Linked DNA regions of Mus musculus: regions 1, 3 and 4 are each linked to region 2. Evidence: chromatin contacts called from public HiChIP or PLAC-seq and promoter capture Hi-C data. All regions are on one chromosome and are shown on one strand. The core of a region is the stretch at or near the end of the contact, and the rest is flanking DNA. Distances in the headings are between cores, read along the strand shown. Region 1 holds the start of Cnot7 (CCR4-NOT transcription complex, subunit 7). Region 2 holds the start of B430010I23Rik (RIKEN cDNA B430010I23 gene). Region 3 holds the start of Frg1 (FSHD region gene 1). Region 4 overlaps Mtmr7 (myotubularin related protein 7).

Region 1 (2,700 bases), core at 155-2,654, 510 kb before region 2:
AGGTATACAGCTAATATTTAGAGGATAAAAGCACCACACCGCCGATTTCCCAACTGAATATAAATTTCACTAATTAAGATTTGCTCCGAGTTCAATTCACTCCACACAAAACTTTGAACCATTTCAAGCCAAAAAAAAAAAAAAAAATCAACAAAATCAAACGTTTCATAACAGAATGCTTGCTTTTATTCTTCTAACAAAACATTTAAAAATCTTACTCATTCAAAGCAGAGCAGAGGAAACATTTTTCTTAAAAATGTTTTGAAAAGCCATTAGGCAATCTCAGAAACAAATATAGCGGGAGGGAGAAAGAAAGAAAGAAAGAAAGAAAGCAAGCAAGCAGGTAGGCAGGCAGGCAATGAAATGTGTACATTTAAAAATTTCTAATTTCAAAAACTGGCAACCCAAGAGAGACCTCACGTCTCTGCCATCCACACAAGGTTCACGGTATACAATGGTAAGATAATTAATCAGACGGACAGGGACCAAACACACAATAACCCCCGACAAAACCAGCGAGTTAAAAGAGGGTGGCCTGGTGTCCCAAACTCCTAAATGTACGCTGGAGAAAACAAAAGGTGATGCAGGGCACGCCTTCTTTCTTCCTCCCCTCCGTCCTCACACCGGTCCCTACACGCGCTCTACCGACACACTGTACTTTAACCCTGCTTTCCTCCACCCGCTCTTCTCTACTGCGGTCTCAGGGGTCCCTCCAAGGGGCAGCCAAGGCCTTCTCATCCCTGAGGTCGCGCGTCCTCCGTGGGCGAGCAACGTGGAGAGAGCACGGCCGCCTTCATGTCAAGGATAAGTCGCTCGGCTGGCCGCCGGCCAGGAGCAGGGTGCCTATTCGCATGGCCTAGAGCCAGACCGACTACCCCCAAAAACCACTGCCGAGGACGAAAGCCACCGGGGCCCCAAGTAGGCCACCGCCCTCCACTCGCAATTTCCTTCCCACAACGAAGTCCCAGGTACAAAGCGGTGGCGTCATCACTGCGCGCCGCGCCCCTGACAGCCCCCACCCGCCCCCCGCCCGTTAGCACCGCCGTCCCCCCGGGCTCCCCGCCTCCGCCAGTTCCGTCCCACACAGCCACGCTTAGGCGGGCGCCATCGCGCGCGCCAATCTCGGGCTCCCCACTCCCAGCCCCTTTTCCCAAGGCGCCCCAGCACGCCCGGGCCCCCGCCGGATCTACTTGGGTCTCTGAGCTCGCGCTCCTCCTCCTCCTCCTCGCCATAGAGCTAGCACCCGGCGGCGGCGGTGGCGGTGGCGGTACCGGCGGCGGCGGCGGGAGCCCCATAGACGCCTCTCGCCCTGCGAAAGGGGGAAAGGGGAGCTGGAGCGGCGCTCGGCCCAGCGCGGCGACGTCGCTCCTCGCACGTCCCGCCGAGGGCGCGGCCTGATGACGCCGGGCGCCGGGTGGGCGGGGCCCTCCCTCAGGAGGCGGGGCGGGCAGGTGACGAACGCCCCGGCGTTGGAGCAGCTGAGCCGGCAAGGCGACCAGGCCTAGCTAACTGACCCCGGGGTGGTGGTGGCCCGGAGCACACCGGGGTTCCGTCCAGCCGACGAGTCGCCCTTCTCCAGCCGCCCGCAGTGGTAGCTCGGACCCCCGGGGCCAGGGACTCACGAGCGCGGCGTGTGGGAGACGGCGCGGCCCCTGGGCACCCCGTCCGGGCCGTGCTCGATCGCCCGGGAAGCACTGGGCTAAGCGAGGAGCAGCAGGCCAGAACCTTGTAGGGCCTCGGGCCCGGGGACCCGAGGAGGATGAGCTGGCTCTTTCCCCTGGCGAAGAGCGCGTCATCCTCCGCGGCTGGGTCCCCTGCCGGCCTCACCAGTCTCCAGCAGCAGAAGCAGCGGCTGATCGAGTCACTCCGGAACTCCCATTCCAGGTGACGACTGGTGGCTTCGGCCCAGGGTAAAGTAGGACGGGAGGGCGGGCTGCTTGCAAACACACCGTGTGCGAATCCGTAGGCCGCTCCATCAGCTGCCTCCTGTTGATGGGTCTTCCAGTGGGGTTAAGCGCTTGCTTCCCTAGTTTGTGTCCCTGGTGCCCCACCGCTGTTCAGCTCCTCTCTTGACTTGGCTCATCTCCACTGACAAACGGAGTCATCTCTCTTTAATCTGTATACAGCACCCCTAGCTCACACGCTAATTTTCCTTTTGATCTACCTGATTGTAGCATTGCCTTCGAATTGTTAACATGCTAAGAGACAGTTGGAAAGATAATTCCCAACAGTTTTATGAACTGAAAATTTAAACTGTTGCAACGTCAAAGAAAAGGGAAGCCAGTGTTTTTAGTTAACTCTGTCCTGGTGACAATCCTTTTGAGTCTGTAATTAAAGCTCACCCTGTTCCAATAACCTCTTTCTGTCTTGTAATTGTTAGAGTCTTTAGACTTCTCACTTTCTTCTATTTGGCTCCACACTTAGGACTTGCCAGACAACCATCTGCATTATCTGTTGTCTTTTGAGTTTGCTTGTTGTATTGTAGTCAAACTAGAAATACAGGAAATCAGATTATTTCGACTTTTTTTCTTAAATATAAAATTGTTTGCTGCAGTCTTTTTTTTAAATTAGATATGTCCGTGGCTGCTACAGGCTTTCAAATATTAGAGCTGCTTTGCGATATATGGATTTTACAATTAACTAACAGCTTCACAGCACATTTTATAAAGCATATTAGAGATCAACATGATTAAACTCTAG
Region 2 (2,700 bases), core at 61-2,560:
CTTGCTTCTCACTCAAAGCACTTCCCCCTGGTTCCAGACAGGGTCTGCAGTACGTAGTCCCTGACACCCTTCTAGAAAAGCCCTGTAAACAAATACTAATTACCCTTGTTGCTGCACAGGGAGGAGAGAGGCACATTTTGCTGCTAGGGCAGCCCATTTTCCAGCTCCGGTCTCTCCAACTCCCCCACCCCCTGCACTGTCCAAGAAGCGCACAGGTGGCCACGCCTCCCACCCATCCGTCCGTCCGGGTCTGCCTACATTCAAAGCTCCACAGGGAGGAGCGCCATTGGCCCTGGTGGCCTCCCCGCCTGTCCCGCAGGTTACTGCCTCAGACTCCTCTCTCTCCTCTCTGAAGCTGATACTGCAGCTTCTGTCTCTGGCACAAGCAACGGATGATTACTTAAAGCCACAGCCCTTCATTTATGAGAAACGAGAGCCAGACATTATCCTGATCGATTGGCACTTACTTAATATCAGCGGGGGCAGAGGAAACAGAAACGGGACCCTCTCTGCGTGGATAATGGAGTTATTTTTAGATGTGTGAGCCTTTTTACTCCGCTCTCTAATTGAGGTCATTAGATTATCGCACTCACTAATAGAAAAAGGGGGTTTGCTCTTCAGAACCCATATACTAAAGGCATGATGAACCTCATGGTGAAGGGCACCCAGGGGGCCCTGCTGTGATTTAGAACTTTAAATAATATTACAATAGAGTATAGTTCATTGATAATACATGGGTATTGGGGATTACATATATTTGAAATCACCAGTCAGGAATTCCAAATTTCAAAAATAAACGATTGCTTTTGTAATGCAAAAACTAAAGTTTGAGAACAACAAAATAATAACCCACAGATACAATGTTTTTCTCTTTTCTCCCCTTCTTACGGGTCTCATACTTGCTTTCCTTTGCCCCAGTCTCCCAAGTTCTGGGATTACAGGCACGTGCCACTACAGCCTGACTATTCGAGTACTGTCACGTCAAGCCTTAATTTTATTCAAATGCTTTGGATAAATGGCAGAGTCTGTCAGTGGCGTGAGAGAAAAGCGGGGACAGCTCTATTAGACATGAAACTGTGACCACGCTTCAGAGTCCCCTTTCCCACAGCAGCCAAGTTGCAAACAAAAGGGGGTAAAAGGACAAGGAAATCTTACCACTTGCACAAGAAAACGGAAAGGAAGATGGCAAAAGCTGACGCTACTGATGCTTATCTCTAAAGGACTCTGGAAAGCCACACCTCCCTCCCTCCAGAAACACCCGAGGGAGGGGTGGTTAGCTTATTAGTGGACTTCAGGAGGCAACAGATTTCAGTGAGTGTTGACATCTGTCCTAACTCACTTCCCTAAACCACACTCAGCCTTCTCCAGCAAGATCCAGCGTGAGGACATCAAGGTCAGTTGTCACTGTGTCTCAATGGCCGGAAGTGGGGGTGGGGGAAAGCCAGCCCACTCTTCCTTCACAATGGCTTTTTGCCCTTGGTGTCACCTTTGCTTCTAGTCCTGGTTCTTTAGAGCCCAGTACGCAAGCATAGAAGGGGTTTCTTTATACCCTAGAGGGCTGTTATTCAATATTTTCTGTGTATAAACTCCCTTCTCTTTTGAGTATGTTACAAATGACACTGGGACTGAAGGTGGAGCTCAGGTAGCACCCATACATGAGGCGGAATTTCTTCCTCCAGCAAATACAGCATACATACATACGTGTAGCAAGCATGAGTGGGTGCTAGCCTGTGTGCTTGTGTGCGCTCCCATGGACTAGAATTGCCTAGCTCCTGTTTAGCATCCCGAGATCTTCCATCCAAGTCAAAAGCTATCCTTCCCAGAATCCATGCTACCCTCTTGGGATGACGGGCTTTCTTAACCTGACTCATTTTATACACTTTCTGGAAAGCCAACATCCCCTCCCCCCAAATGCCCAGAAGGGACATTTATCTTTCTGAATTATGAGTTATTACTCATATAGCTAAGCACATTTTATATCCTATACCATAATGATATGTAAGAAAATTAAGACATAGCTCCTGCCTTCAAGGAGCCTGGTACTTAGGAGGGCAATGTCCAGGACCAATTCTTTGGTCATCAATCAAAGCAGATGACATCATCTGAGGCGAAGCAGCGCAGGACTATGGGAAACCCGGGGCTTTAATATGATCTACTCAAAAATGCAGACCACAGAGCCCAGACTCCAACAGACATACTATTAGTTTCTGCATGACTGTCTGGGTTGCCTGCCCTTTAAATGTACTTCTTATTTACTCAAGATGATAAAATACATTCTGGCAGTTAGAGACCGATTTTTTTTTCCAGCTGCTTAGATTAGTGTCTCTGTCATAGATGATAAACCATTTATAATCCAGAGAAGAGGTTTATTTGATTATCTTTGTACTATAACATGCAACCCCACCCTCGCCCCACAGACATACACACACAGTGAGACTAGAGAGAAAGGTGGAAATCCACACGAAGATGCTTTCAAACTCATGCATTAAATATATGAAGCGCTTTAAGGAAAAAAAAAAAAAACTCAACAACAACGGGATTCTCCGTAATTTAATTAGGGTCTCTGGGATGCAAGCACTTAGTGGCTGGCTGTCGTCCCGCCAGTGTGCCTGACTTCTGCAGGCTACTGAATGGCATCAGCAACACAGGAACTATTACAGGAAAGAGCTGCAGAGAGTTCATACTTTTATCATTGTGGAC
Region 3 (2,700 bases), core at 184-2,683, 400 kb after region 2:
ATAGCTGGAAAGCAGTCGACAGAAGCTGGAAGGGCGGGCAGAAGGGTGTGACTATTTAATGGTTGGTTAAACAGTCTCCTTTGGAGTGGCAAAATGCTTACTGACTAAATAGTGGTGAACTCGTAAATATACTAAACCCCACTAGCTGTACACTTTAAAAGGAGTTTATGGCTTATGAATTACAGCTCCATAAATGGAAACACGAGGAGAGATCTTAGGGGAAAAGTGATTATTCAGAGTGCTTACAACAAATTCTGAGCCTTGCTGTGGTTGCAGCCCAAGCCTTTAATCCCAGCACTTGGGGGTTGGTGGGGTGGGGGAGGTGAGGCAGGTGAGTGTCTGAGTTCATGGCTATCCTAGTCTACAGAGTTAAGTTCCAGGACTACACAGAGAAACCTTGTCTCAAAAAAACAAAGAACCAATCATGGAAACATGGAAAGCACTACATAGGTTTTAATAACTGCTGTCTTAACTTCTTTGTATTTTATCGACAACATCTTCAGAAGCAAATTCTAAATTTTAAACAGTTTCAGATTCGGTCAGGATAAAGCTCCGAGCTCATTCAGCACGAAGCTCGCTGACAAGTACCTGTTGAAACTGCTTCAGCGGTGATACAGGAAATAAAGTGTTCAACTTTGGCTAGATCCTTCAAGAGGACGGAAATAGGATCGGGCAAGATATCTTTCTCTATAGGGCTAACTATAAATCACACCCACATGCCTCCACTTGGCTGTTATATTCTGAGTTGGCTGTCTCATTCAGTTCTCATAACTCTTTTTTATAGTCTCGAGGAACAAGAACCAGCGTCTAATAAATCAGCAAACGAACCATCAACCCATCACCGGTGCGAATTCAAGGTCCCGACTCACACTATGATGCAGCTTTGCCTGCCCCCTACATATTACACTGCAGAGAATCAGGGCGTTTTTGTTTGTCCGCTTGCTTTTTCCATTTGCAGGAAAGACCGGTGGAAAAAAAAACTTTCCTTAAAGCAAGTTATCAAGGCAGGCAGGGGGAGGCCTGGGGGGGGGGGCAAAAGTAGGACTCCTGGTCTCTCCGTTTCGGGGGATCCCCGGCCACGCAGCGTCAGCTAAGAAGTGTCGGGGAGGCTGTCCACGCAGGTCTGAGTGTCCTGGGTGGCTTGGCTACCCCGTCCCTTGAGCCCCGGGGATGGATGCACTGAGAACCGCGCCTCCCTCCCGAGCGCCGCCTCACCTCTTGGCTTTAGTGCCCTTGAGCACGAGTTTGGTGGACTTTACATAGGAATATTCGGCCATGGCCCGGCTCGCTGAAGTGGCAGCCTCTGGCAGAGCTTCCGTAGGACTGGGAGGAGGAGGAAGTGGCTCTAACGGCCGGAGCTGAGCGAGTCCCCGAGGAACTCTCGGTCTTCTTCAACCCAAGGCTACGATTCTCCGGCTTCCTGTTTACTGCTTCCGATGCACTACGGCGGCCGTGGAGGGTCCAATCACGTCAGCGTTCCTGCGGCGAAGTCCCGGATGTTCGCGGTTTTTTTTCCCCCCCAAACCAGGCAAAACTTATAGAGACGCCCCCTGGTGGAAGCGAAGGTATCCAACAGTTTCCTGCTGCCGAGGTTGTAAAGACCATACCTGGATTGGATGAGCCAGATGTTGAAAGGATCAAATCTATCTGCCCACTCTCTTTGCAGCGGACATCGCACCAAGTACCCGGCAACCCGCCAGACTGGGCCTGCACAGAGAAACCGAGATGTGTGTTCTGTGGAGGCGTGGGTCACAGCCTTGGCTTCGGGCAACTTTATCAACGACTCTGGCTCCAGAGTTGTTAGTTGTGTTGTACATGTTTTACTCGTGTATTGTGTATGAGTAACACACAAGAAACAATTGAGGAATGATACAATGTATAGTTGCTAACTACTGGTTTCTATCGCAAGTGCTGAAGAGACTTTGGTCTCCACACCGAATACTGTCTTTCCCTGTAGTCTTGATCCAGCCAAGTGCGTATTCCTTTTGCCTCCTCCAATCTTCCCCGCAATGTTATAACTCCCTTCCATTACAAACAATGCACCGCTGATACAGCTTCTGTGTGATCTTTGGTTTTTGTGAAAGAAACATGAATGCTGTTAGAATCAAAAAATGGAATGGCTTTGTCAACACTTGACAAATATAAAACACTTTTGAAGGAATGATTGATGGCAGCTCTGGCAAGGGATGACGTGCAAAGATATTCTAGGTCTGTGTGATCTGGCTGGAATCCAGACACACACTTAGTACACACCTTTAATCCTAAACAACGATGTCTAATTGAGGGGCAAACAAAGTGGTGAATCAGAGGGAGATTTGACAGAATATGCTCAACGCTCATCTGAGTGGCACAAGAGAGAGAAGCTATTCAGGTCAGGGGCAAGTTCAGTCTTTAGCGCTTGTCAGTCAGTGGGGAGTCAGAGTGGCGAGTACAGTACAGTGGAGTTGAGTGAGTTCCTTCATGAGCTCCTGCAGTTCAGTGAAGGTCAGCAGAGGCAGTTAAAGCCAGAGAATGAGAAGCCAGAAGATTAGAATAGATTACCAGAGTTAGTTTGAGGGCAAGCAGAGCAACTCAGGAGACACGGAGAGAAGCCAGATGAAAATCAGTCAGCTTGGAGAGGAGTTGAAGCCAGAATAGATTAGCTGAATCAGCCAGCCAGAATTTAGAAAGGAGTGGAAAGGGTGAGTTTATTCAGCAGCA
Region 4 (2,700 bases), core at 192-2,691, 430 kb before region 2:
CCCCATCTCTTCTGAACATGTATAATACGTGATAAGCAAAGCACTCTTACTACTACAGTTCCTGCATATATAACATATGCTCACACTTTAAATCACTTAGGAGTTACAATGGGAGAAACGGCAGGCAGTTTTCCTTAAAAGCAAGTAGGAGAAAACCTCTTCAAAGTCAGTCTGTAATTCACATAACAAACACAAGGTGGCGATATTTAATCTATCATACAAACTATTTTTTAGGAGCTCTACTTATTTAATGTGGCAAAAGCTGAACTTTCAAAGCAGAAACACAGGTTTAGAAATAATAAACACCCAAAAAAGATATTCCAGACTGAGACAGACAGACAGACAGACAGACAGACAGCTACCTTTAGGAGAACTGGGCCAAAGCCTAGCACAGGTGTCAAAGAGTGCTCTTTCTTCTCCTCACTAACTTAACTGTGGCACACTCTTGGAAATACTAGATGATTTTATTGCCTACAGGTATGACCTACAAATAAGCTTCTCAAAATGTCCCCTTCGCCATCCAGGGACATCTTTCACGTATTTAAGAGTACAGGATGAAATCTTGATCCAGGCTAATTTAAATTTTCAACCCATATATGATGCAAAACGGTCTCTTTCCCTGGGTACAGGCTCCGTGAGGTGATGAGGGCTCTCCCTTCCCGTGGCTTCTAACAGGCTCGCCTGCTCTGTGTAGTTGGTAGAAGGGACCATGTGGAAGAGATGCAGTTAGATAAACAGCTCTTTGCAAAGCTAGGCAATGTCAGTTGTCTTACTGGTTGACAGTGCTTCTGATTGCTAATAACTGGCTGTCTCTGCCTTCTCCGCATAGGCATCCAAAGGGTGACTTTCCTAAGGCACACAGTATAGGCTCCTAGAAGTACTGTGCCACCTTTCACTCGCATACGAGATCCACTGTGGCCTGAGCCTAGACCAGCAGCCATTGCCAGCTACATTAGCCCCAGGTCCCTCTCCGGGGGCCTCCATGATAGGTAAGCTGTGTTAGCAAGGTTTTATCAAGTTTGTTAAGGTCCAAATTAAGCCAAAGGATATTTGTCCATCCTTGCACTTACAAAGAACAGGACTGAAGACTCTCCCCTCACCTGCTACAAAACACAAATGTCTCTCTCCCACTCTCTTTCCTCTGTCAATGGCCACCTTCAAACTTTATGCATATAACCAGGAAATAAGATCCCAGGTTCCCACTTTTCAGGTACCCTGAACTTCATAGCTGTATCTTGAAGATGTCTCCTGCATGGGACCCAGTGAATAGACATTACCTCATTACCAAGAAAGAGAGAAATACCCTATGACTTCCTGTTAGACAATGAAACAACCCCTGGCGCCGTGACACTAAGGCCACAACCACAAAGCAGTCCATGGAGCTGAGGCATGTCACAGGGCCGGTCACCACAGAAGCAGGTGACTGACTCAACCTTGCCCCTGCCTTTAGGACTCACACTTCCTCCATAGCTTAGACAGATGACAGCCTTAACTTCAGGACTCATACTTCCTCCATAGCTGGTAGGCAGGCACACAGCTTAGAGCCCTCCTGCTCCACTGGCTTGAGGTGACTTTGGCTCAGCCTGGAGCTGGGTGTGTGATCAACTTAGGTGTCAACCCTCTAGAGTCTGGAAGCGGGGACAAGGGTCCCCTAGAGATGTTCTGGGAAACAGAAACAAAAAAGCCACTGGCTTTGATGTCAAATAAGCTTGTATTTAACTGAATGTGGCCTTGGGTCTAAACCGTGTGGTCTCAGTGAATTACCTAACCTCTTTAAAGCTAAGTCCAGGAAAAGACAAGAAGCCTCCCAATCTGCAGAATTCTTCCAAGAGTGAAATGAGAACGTGCTGAACATTTTTGCAAGCTCAACAGAATGCCAGCATATCTGACAGAAGAGGCTGAAGTACAGAGACACGGTCCTTGTCTTAGACCTCCACAAATACCGTTCTGACTCAATTCCATGTGTTAATGTACCAATCTCTAGCAACAGCTGAGACCAAGGAGACTTTTCTCAGTACATACTTAAGGCTTTCACTGCCTCTGCGGCCCATCACTGTCCCATCAGTGAACAAACAATTCAAAAGGCTTTCATCTGGGTGGGTGGCTTGGGAAGCCCTTGTGTGGACTTAACCCCGCTCAGAGACCAAGGATCAGGACCCTGGGAGCTGCCTCCCAAGCCTTTGTCTTTATTATTATTATTATTATTATTAATTATTATTATTATTATTATTATTATTATTATTATTATTATACTAGGAAATAAAGCTGGATGCAGAAGGCAAGGACTGAGGACAACCTGCATGCCGCCATGCAACCCTTCTGTGGCAAACATCTGCATACTTTCCTGGTGGCCTAGGAAAACTACCGCACCTGAGGGGTGGGAATCAACCAACGTGGTCATGAAAAAAAAGAAGAAAGGAAGGAGGGGAAGACAGGGAGAGAGGAAAAGAGAGAGGGAGGGAGAAAGAGAGGGATAGAAGAAAAGAGAGAGGGAGAAAGAGAAAAGAGGGAGAGAAAAGAGGGGGAGAGAGGAGGGGAACACAAAGCTTGAAGCAGTTTTTACAAGCCACATCTTTGCACCTGAGAAGAGAGCACCCAACTTTCTTTATCTACTGGATCAGAGTCAACTTCTTACCACTTAACAATAAACAAAGTGAGTACTAAATATACCCTTCAAACTGAATCCTTAGGACTAAGAAG

Evidence for each region. HiChIP or PLAC-seq counts read pairs in DNA pulled down with a chosen protein or histone mark. Capture Hi-C pulls out chosen DNA fragments and counts their contacts.
Region 1: a contact with region 2 is called in a promoter capture Hi-C map of adipose tissue. The contact joins the promoter of Cnot7 here to the promoter of B430010I23Rik in region 2. A contact is called at or near these places in 13 of 39 promoter capture datasets (the 3T3-L1 cell line, 3T3-L1-derived adipocytes, the C10 cell line and 10 more), 10 of 115 datasets of contacts at active chromatin or transcription factors (bone marrow-derived macrophages, embryonic forebrain, embryonic stem cells and 4 more) and 4 of 9 other capture datasets (adipose tissue, liver, macrophages and 1 more).
Region 3: a promoter capture Hi-C map of liver shows a contact between it and region 2. The contact joins the promoter of Frg1 here to the promoter of B430010I23Rik in region 2. A contact is called at or near these places in 4 of 39 promoter capture datasets (the C10 cell line, embryonic stem cells, neutrophils and 1 more), 1 of 484 Hi-C or Micro-C datasets (muscle stem cells), 4 of 115 datasets of contacts at active chromatin or transcription factors (all in embryonic stem cells) and 2 of 9 other capture datasets (adipose tissue and liver).
Region 4: a contact with region 2 is called in an H3K4me3 HiChIP or PLAC-seq map of bone marrow-derived macrophages, with 6 times the contacts expected there. The contact joins the enhancer-like site here to the promoter of B430010I23Rik in region 2. A contact is called at or near these places in 1 of 39 promoter capture datasets (the SN4741 cell line), 4 of 115 datasets of contacts at active chromatin or transcription factors (bone marrow-derived dendritic cells, bone marrow-derived macrophages, embryonic limb bud and 1 more) and 1 of 9 other capture datasets (adipose tissue).

The regions. Positions count from the first base shown.
Region 1 is chr8:40,510,350-40,513,049 of GRCm38.p6, forward strand. It overlaps Cnot7 (CCR4-NOT transcription complex, subunit 7), which reads right to left and starts at 1,405. Exons shown (of 7, transcript NM_011135.5): 1 at 1,191-1,405. Vps37a (vacuolar protein sorting 37A) reads left to right here and starts at 1,434. Exons shown (of 12, transcript NM_033560.3): 1 at 1,434-1,884. The coding sequence starts at 1,760.
Region 2 is chr8:41,016,428-41,019,127 of GRCm38.p6, forward strand. It overlaps B430010I23Rik (RIKEN cDNA B430010I23 gene), which reads left to right and starts at 1,311. Exons shown (of 3, transcript NR_015457.2): 1 at 1,311-1,393. The region is part of intron 6 of Mtus1 (mitochondrial tumor suppressor 1); the gene reads right to left.
Region 3 is chr8:41,415,685-41,418,384 of GRCm38.p6, forward strand. Frg1 (FSHD region gene 1) reads right to left here and starts at 1,434. Exons shown (of 9, transcript NM_013522.3): 1 at 1,216-1,434. The coding sequence starts at 1,277. It overlaps Gm50494 (a long non-coding RNA gene), which reads left to right and starts at 1,442. Exons shown (of 2, transcript XR_003947538.1): 1 at 1,442-1,565; 2 at 1,667-2,051.
Region 4 is chr8:40,583,445-40,586,144 of GRCm38.p6, forward strand. All of the region lies in intron 6 of Mtmr7 (myotubularin related protein 7), which reads right to left. Among named protein-coding and RNA genes, the nearest start is that of Mtmr7, 50 kb to the right of the region's middle. Within about 2 kb of position 1,442, at least 101 of the 459 cell types and tissues checked have an H3K27ac peak or open chromatin away from gene starts, as enhancers often do. A contact at or near this core is called in bone marrow-derived dendritic cells, bone marrow-derived macrophages and pancreatic cancer cells, where this site is marked.